3 separate regions of the Mus musculus genome follow, and all the other regions are linked to region 3. A link is a contact called in public Hi-C and promoter capture Hi-C data. All regions are on one chromosome and are shown on one strand. The core of a region is the stretch at or near the end of the contact, and the rest is flanking DNA. Distances in the headings are between cores, read along the strand shown. Region 1 overlaps Gphn (gephyrin). Region 2 overlaps Gphn (gephyrin). Region 3 holds the start of Gphn (gephyrin).

Region 1 (2,700 bases), core at 114-2,613, 58 kb before region 3:
CAAAACCAAATTTATACAATATCTTTCTACAAATCCAGTCCTACAAAGGATAACAGGTGGAAAATGCCAACACAAGGAGGGAAACTACACCCAAGAAAAAGCAAGAAAGTAATCTTCTTTCAATAAATCCAAAAGAAGATAGCCACACAAACATAATTCCACCTATTAACAACAAAAATATCAGGAAGCAACAATCACTTTTCCTTAATATCTCTTAACATCAATGGACTCAATTCCCCAATAAAAAGACATAAACTAACAGACTGGATATATAAACAGGACCCAGAAATTTGCTGCATAAAGGAAACGTACCTCAGTAACAAAGACATACACTACCTCACGGTAAAAGGTTGGGGGAAAAATTCCAAACAAATGGTCCCAAGAAACAAGGTGAAATAGCCATTTTAATATCGAATAAAATCGACTTTCAAAAAAAAGTTATCAAAAAAAGATGAGGAAGGACACTTCATACTCATCAAAGGAAAAAAAAATCTACCAAGATGAATTCTCAATTCTCAGTATTTTTGCCCCAAATGCTAGGGTACCCACATCTGTAAAAGAAACTTTACTAACGCTCAAAGCACACATTGAAACTCACACAATAATAGTGGGAGATGTCAAAACCCCACTCTCAGCAATGGACAGAATATGGAAACAAAACTAAACAGAGACACAGTGAATGTAACAGAAGTTATGAACCAAATGGAATCAACAGATATATACAGAACATTTCATCCTAAAACAAAAGAATATAACTTTTTCTCATTACTTCATGGTACATTCTCCAAAATTGACCATATAATTGGTCACAAAACAGGCCTCAACAGATACAAGAAGACTGAAATAATCCCATGCATCCTATCAGATCACCACAGACTAAGTCTGGTCTTCAATAGCAACAAAAACAACAGAAATCCCACATATGTATAGAAGCTGAACAACACCCTACTCAATGATAACTTGGTCAAGGAAGAAATAAAGAAAGAAATTAAAGACTTTTTAGAATTTAGTGAAAATGAAGGCATAAATACCCAAACTTATGCAGCCATAGTTACACTGATACCAAAACCACACAAAGATCCAACAAAGAGAACTTCAAACCAGTTTCACTTATGAATAAAAATGCAAAAATACTCAATAAAATTCTCACCAACCAAATCCAAGAACACATCAAAATGATAATGAAAGCAGTGCTAAGAGGGAAACTCATAGCTCTGAGTAACTCCATAAAGAAATTGGAGAGAGATTACACTCCAGAACAAAAAGAAGCAAATACACTCAAGAGGAGTAGATGGGGGAAAATAATCAAACTCAGGACTGAAATCAGCCAAGAAGGAACAAAGAGAAAACTATCCAAAAATCAACAAAGGTAGAAGCTGGTTCTTTGAGAAAATCAATAAGCTAAATAGACTCCTAGCCAGACAAAGCAGAGGGCACAGAAATATTATCCACATTTACAAAATCAGAAATGAAAAAGGAGACATAACAATAGAAACTGAATTAAAAAAAAAAAAAAAAAAAACACGAGTTCCTACTACAAAAGCCCATAATCAATGCAACTGGAAAACCTGGATGAAGTCGATAAATTTTCTAGACAGATACCAATACCTAAGTTAAATCAGGATCAGATAAACCATCTAAACAGTCCCATAACTCCTAATGGAATAGGAGCAGTCATTAAAAGTCTCCCAAACAAAAAATAAGCTCCAGACTAGATGGTTTTAGTACAGAATTCCATCAGACCTTCACAGATGACCTAATACCAATATTCTTCAAACTATTCCACAAAATAGAAACAGAAGAAACAGTACCTAATTGGTTCTATGAAGCCACAGTTACACTGATACCAAAACCACACAAAGATCCAACAAAGAGAACTTCAAACCAGTTTCACTTATGAATAAAAATGTAAAAATACTCAATAAAATTCTCACCAACCAAATCCAAGAACACATCAAAATGATCATTCACCATGATCAAGTACATTTCATCCCAGGCATGCGAGGATGGTTCAATATATGGAAATCTATCGATGTAATCCATTACAAAAACAAACTGAAAACACACACACACACACACACAACACAAGATCATTTCATTAGATACTGAAAAAGGATTTGACAAATTTCAACATCCCTTCATGTTAAAAGACTTGGAAAGATGAGGAATTCAAGGCCCATACGTAAACATAGTAAAAACAATATACAGCAAACCAGTAGCCAACATCAAACTAAATGGAGAGAAACTTGAAGCAAACCCACTAAAATGAGGATCTACACAAGGCTGTCCTCTCTCACTATCTATTCAATATAGTACCTGAAGTCCTAGCTAGAGCAATTAGACAACAAATGGAAGTCAAAGGGATACAAATTGAAATGGAAGAAGTCAAAATATCACTATTTGCAGATGAAACGATAGTATACTTAAGTGACCCCAAAAACTCCACCAGAGAACTCCTACAGCTGATAAACAACTTCAGCAAAGTGGCTGGATATAAAATTAACTCAAAGCCGGGCATGGTGGTGCACACCTTTAATCCCAGCACTCAGAAGGCAGAGGCAGGCGGATTTCTGAGTTCAAGGCCATCCTGGTCTACAAAGTGAGTTCCAGGACAGCCAGGGCTATACAGAGAAACCCTGTCTCGAAAAACCAAAAAAAAAAAATAAAAATAAAAAAAATGAACTCAAACAAGTCAGTAGC
Region 2 (2,700 bases), core at 15-2,514, 41 kb before region 3:
AGGGATCACATCCAAAGACATGATCCAGCTGGAATATACATACATGTCTCTAGTAATCACCTTTAATCCCTAACAGGGAAGGTAAGATTAGTTTGTAGAAGCAAGCAGCCATGTTTGAAGGTGACATATAACTGAGGAGCAGACAAAGTGATGAATTAGAGAAAGATTTAACAGAATGAGTCACAGATAGGATATGCTCAACTCACATGAGAACAGCAGAGGAAGAGAGGCCACTTAAGAGCAGTGAGAGAGAAAAAGGTGGTGGGTAGTATGAATGTATGGAGTTTTACCAGGATAGCTTTACAGAGATGGGTTACAGAGAGAACAAGGTAGACACAGGTGAAAAAAGAATAAGCCAGAGAATAAGAAGGAACTAGTAGACTAGAACACATTACCCAAGTTAGTATGAGGGCAGGAAGAGCAATTCAGAGAAGCCAGATTGAATCAGTTAGTTTGGAAGATTAGATTGTATGGAGTCCTAGGCCTGGGGATAGTTAGAACAGAGAGGCTCACCAAAAGCTGTACATTCATACAGCTAGGGTACTGCTCTCATTTCATTGCTTCATCTGAGGAAAGAAAAGCAACATTTACACTCCTACAATTTGAATTACATATTGTTCCTATAGGAAATTAATAACTCTGACACATTCTTGTCTAAATACCTGTTTCTAGAGAGTCATGTGTACAAAGCTTGAAAGCTTGATTGTTAACCCCATCAATAGATAAATTCATTAAGTTCATAGCTGAATAGGTTATTAGGTGGTAGAACATGCTTGTTAGATGGGAGTGATAGAAGCTTTTTTTTTCTTCATTTAAACAGCAACTTTGTAATTGGTAAAGTGGCTTTCTTTCTTCTCCCCTACTCACTCACTTTCCATTTTTAAAATCTTTACTTATTTAGTAATAGGCTTTAAAAGGTGAATCTTGCCCCTGATCATTTCCTTCCCTGTTTTTTTCTGCTTCCTGGCTGTCATAAAACAAGTAGCTTTGTTCTATCATGTGCTCCCTGTCATGACCATTCTACCTCACTACAATATAAAAGTAATTGAACCAGCCAACCATGGACTGAAACCTCTATTATCATAAGCCAAATAAAGTTTTCTTCCTTGTAGCTTATTTTTGAGTGTCTTGTTGTCATTCTGTGTCTCTACCTTGCACCTCGCTCAGGGAAATACTAAATGCAGTCAAAGATAAGGGTGTCCCTTCCTGTGTTTCTCCAAGTGAGAAACAGCAGAGGCTGGGATAGCGGCTGAAGTTCTCAAACTCCTGTGCACCCAGACACCTCTGGGAACTGTGGGGTGTTGGAAAGAGGAGTCTGCAATGAGCAGGGAGGGAGGGAGGGAGGGGCTGGAAAAGGACCCTCTATGGGAGACCCAGGCAAACAGCATAGCTCTGTATAACAGAGCACAGTTTTATTCATGGTGGATGAGGATGCACACGTCTTATTGAGGGCAAACCAGAGATTAAATACCTTTGGCAGAAAAGGAAGCCCAGGAAAGAGAGTTCATTGGCTAAACAACTGGGGCCTATCTAGATTCCTCATTAGCATGAAGAACTCTAGGTTCTATGCTACCTAACCAGTTGTCATTGCCCTCCTAGTGAGGTGTCATGGTCTCATACTCCAGGACAGGATCAAACTCTTACTAGTCTCATTTATGAGATTTACCAGGGTTCTGAACTTGCTACTACCTTATCAGTTCTTCTGTCTGGTGGCATGGTCCACCTCCCCACATTTTGTCACAGAAATGAAAAACTGACAAATATATATCTACTTTTATAAATAAGATAAAGTTATCAAATACCATAATTTCTGCTACAGAAAAAGTAATGTTAAAGATCAGACCACACCTTGCTACAGCAATAATTTACTAGTATCTATGGATGCATAGATACAAAATAGAAGGAAAACACTCCTCTTTTTCTAATCTACAATTACTATTTAATGGCTAATTTTGAGTGCAAACACATTTTATAGCAACTGCTTTTTTTTCATGTTCAAATAAATATTTAAACAATACAGTCACAGTTTTCATCCTACTGGATAAGCAAAAAGGAGTATAAACAATTCTTCTGATAGTCTTTGTGTCCTAGTGTATTAAAAATATCTTGTAATCAAAAGAATCAAATTATATCAAATCTAATCCAGAGATTATTTCTGTTTCTTGAAAACTGGCATTCCCTAAAACAAATGTTTCACATTGGTCCATAGAACAGAGGAGCCAAAGTTCAAAAACTAACATTAGTTAAAACAAACATGAATAAAATTATTAATTAACTAGGTTTTGCAAGTTGAACTTCTGGTTAATTGATTTGGTATTTTCATTTTATATTGAAAATATAAGGCAAAATAAAAAAATAACTCAAAGTGTAATCTTCTCTACTACCCTAATTCATCATTAGTCTGTCCCATTTTCTATTTATCTTAATTATTTATTAAAATATTTACCCATCTGCACAGTCATCTATGCAACTTTTTACAATATCCTATTCCAGGCTTCTGCACAAGTATTTCAAAGTCTCCAGTCATGTGTATGTATATGTGTTCATATTTGTGTGTGGTGCATATGTATGTATGGGAGAGGGCTGCATATGGGGGCCTGAGGCAAGTGGATTTTTGTGAGTTCAAGGCCAGACTATCTATCTATCTATCTATCTATCTATCTATCTATCTATCCATATATATATATATATATATATATA
Region 3 (2,700 bases), core at 100-2,599:
AGACACTAGGATTCCCTTCTACATAGCTTCTTTTTCTGAAACCACATCACTAAGTCTTGGATTTCCTTTACTCCACAGTAAGCCTCAGACTCCAAATATAAATTCTTTAACCCCCGCTTCTCCGTTCAATTACACTTGAACCATGCCAACTACAGAACCTCAGCCGAAACCCCTACAAATAGGTTTGCAATTCATCTTGGAAGTCGTGCCCTGCAGCAACTGTCTATCTCCAAACTCAGGGATATCACCCAAATACAACGCAACGGAATCAGACATGCAGAGCACACACGACTTCCGCGAGGGAGGGAAACGCGACCCGGGAAAAGTGCGCTCCTCACCAGCCTCAGGACCATCCACCGGGGAGTGAGAATGGGAGGGGGGGGGTGTCCCAAAAGGGAGGGGGAGAAAAGAACCCGACAGAGGGAAATCCTTCCTTCTCAAGGGAAAAAAAAAAAAAAAAAAGGCTGGCTCTCCCGGCCACGGGAAGCAGCCGGTCCTCGCGGAGGAGAAGAGGCAGACAGAGAGGGAGGGCCCTGTGCTAGGAAAGGCAGAAGGAAGGCACTTTCCGGGGTCCGGACTAGAGCCTAGCACCCGGCTCCCGGGGGAGGTGAGGAGTGTCCCGTCGTCTGCAGAGGGGACAGCCGGCCGGCGAAGGGGCAGCAGAGGCGGAGCAGAGTTCGCCTGCCGAACCCCGAGTCCTGTCAGGCAGGTGCCATGGGGCCGCCGGGTGGGGGGGGAGGGGAGAAAAGGGGGTGGAGATGGGATTCCCCCCTCTCGGAAGAGCTTTAGTGGAGGAGGCGCCCGGCCAACCCCGAGCAGCGTGCTTCAGACTGCGGAGCAGGAATCCCGCCGCCCGCACCGGCAGCGCGGAGCCCCGCAGCGCCCGCCGCACCGGCCCCTCGGTCCCCGGGGGCCAGAGACTTTGGCTGCTAGGGCTCCGGGGCCTGACACCCCACCGTGCCTGCCCCAGCTCCCCCGGGGAGCACACGGGAACACCCGAATCCTCAGCAGCTCTCAGCGGTTGTAAAATACACCCCCCGGTCCCCCTCCTCAGCCTGCCCTCTTCCCGAGGCCGCAGGGAAGCACCACCGCGGGCGAGAAACCTCCAGCAAGTCGCGGATAGTAGCCGTTGCGGCTCCCCCGGACCTCCTCCCCCCGTTACCTGTGAGGACTCCGACACGGATTTGATGGTCGTGGTTGGTGAGGATCATTCCCTCGGTCGCCATGTTTCCCAGCGCAGTCACCGCACTGACAGGAGCCAGGAGAAGCCGGAGCCCGGAGCGCGCCGGCCGGGAGCGCGCTTGCCTTGGAGAGCGCGAGAGCGAGGGCGCCCGGGGAGCGCGAGGCGAGCGGGAAGGAGGGGGCCGAGCGCCCGGTGGCCTGCGTGGGGTGGGGGGGAGAGGCCGCGCCAGGAGCGCGCGGGTCCGCGGAGGGGGCGGAGTCGGGCCGCGCGACCCCGAGTCCGGCCGGGAGGAAGCGATCCCGGGGTGGGAGTAGCGGCGGCCTCGCGGAAGACAGAGCGCGGAGGCGGCGGGGCAAGGCCGGCGAGACCCAGAGGCTCTGCGGAGTGAGACCCAAGACGCCTGGATGGCAAGAGACTGAGAGGGGGAAAAGGGAGCACACGCTCTGGAGGTTGCGGGGGCGGACTCGGGGACAGGGGCGGAGCTACACCCCGAGGCGTGCAACTCGTGGAGAGTGAGGGGAGGAGTGCGAGCTTGGCTGCGGAGTGCCGGGAGCGGGAAGGAGCCGGCCCAGCCTAGAGTGGGACCCAAGGAACGTTCCTGGGCGCGCGAGTAGCGCGGGATTGGCTGGGCGGACGCGGTGCGGGTGCGCGCGAGGCACGAACGCAGCCTCGGCGGGCCCCAGACAGAAGCAATCCCCCGCCGAGCCGGCAGCCTCGTCAGTTTTCCGCCGCCTCAGGCCGGCCGGCTCTGCCCGCGATGGAGCCACTCCGGACCAGGTGCGGCAGCGAGGTGGGCTCACCTCCTCTGAAGGCACCGGAGAACCTAGAGGTGGCTTAAGGAAGCGGCATGGGTGGCAGAACGGTGGCCGCTGTGACGAGAGTCCCCTCTCGGGCAGAGATAGGTTACCCTGTGCCGCCCCAGCTGTGACCTGCAGTCAATGCTCCCTCTGACTTCGCTTTGGCCCCGCTCGGTGACAGCCTACCACAGACGTCGTAGACGGAGCTTATGTGTCTGCAGCAGGGCACGTGGAGTGGAGATTCCTCTCTCTCTCTCTCTCTCTCTCTCTCTCTCTCTCTCTCTCTCTCTCTCTGTCGTCCCCTAGATGCTGTGACATTTAAGTTTCAGTGTTTCTGGAATATGGAATTACTCTGAAAATGTGGTCATTTAGTTCTGTGTCTTTCATAAAGTGTTATTAGCCACCTCTATTTTGTGTAGGTTTGCTAAATATCCTTTTCTGGCTTAAGTGTGTGTATGTTTTCTCATTTGTTCACCATAGTAAAACCTAAAAGCAAAACAACAACAAAAAAAGTATCAAAACTGTTTAATAATCTGCTCTTAGTCTAAAATCTCAATTATATGGTTATGTGCGGTTTGTATTGTTCCAGTAAGAACATAGCATTACTCATTCTATTCACTAAAGATTCACATTGTGCCTTTATATAAGAGGACAAAGGAAATGATGGGTGGAGTTGAGAAAGGATAAAATAATTCGTTTTTGAAGATATGTATACTAGTA

Evidence for each region. Promoter capture Hi-C pulls out the DNA fragments that hold promoters and counts their contacts. Hi-C and Micro-C count contacts between places; a contact is called where the count stands out from the background.
Region 1: a promoter capture Hi-C map of liver shows a contact between it and region 3, with 2.0 times the contacts expected there. The contact joins the enhancer-like site here to the promoter of Gphn in region 3. A contact is called at or near these places in 3 of 39 promoter capture datasets (3T3-L1-derived adipocytes, hippocampal neurons and liver), 4 of 484 Hi-C or Micro-C datasets (liver, macrophages and neurons), 9 of 115 datasets of contacts at active chromatin or transcription factors (the 230-238 cell line, the SCID.adh cell line, bone marrow-derived dendritic cells and 6 more) and 2 of 9 other capture datasets (adipose tissue and liver).
Region 2: a Hi-C map of liver shows a contact between it and region 3, with 1.7 times the contacts expected there. The contact joins the enhancer-like site here to the promoter of Gphn in region 3. A contact is called at or near these places in 6 of 39 promoter capture datasets (3T3-L1-derived adipocytes, the HPC-7 cell line, hippocampal neurons and 2 more), 6 of 484 Hi-C or Micro-C datasets (Kupffer cells, liver and neurons), 7 of 115 datasets of contacts at active chromatin or transcription factors (the SCID.adh cell line, bone marrow-derived dendritic cells, embryonic stem cells and 4 more) and 2 of 9 other capture datasets (liver and pancreatic islet).

The regions. Positions count from the first base shown.
Region 1 is chr12:78,282,979-78,285,678 of GRCm38.p6, reverse strand. The region is part of intron 1 of Gphn (gephyrin); the gene reads right to left. Among named protein-coding and RNA genes, the nearest start is that of Gphn, 58 kb to the right of the region's middle. Within about 2 kb of position 1,363, at least 1 of the 459 cell types and tissues checked has an H3K27ac peak or open chromatin away from gene starts, as enhancers often do. A contact at or near this core is called in liver, where this site is marked.
Region 2 is chr12:78,266,580-78,269,279 of GRCm38.p6, reverse strand. All of the region lies in intron 1 of Gphn (gephyrin), which reads right to left. Among named protein-coding and RNA genes, the nearest start is that of Gphn, 41 kb to the right of the region's middle. Within about 2 kb of position 1,264, at least 2 of the 459 cell types and tissues checked have an H3K27ac peak or open chromatin away from gene starts, as enhancers often do. A contact at or near this core is called in liver, where this site is marked.
Region 3 is chr12:78,225,304-78,228,003 of GRCm38.p6, reverse strand. Gphn (gephyrin) reads right to left here and starts at 1,349. Exons shown (of 23, transcript NM_145965.2): 1 at 1,163-1,349. The coding sequence starts at 1,226.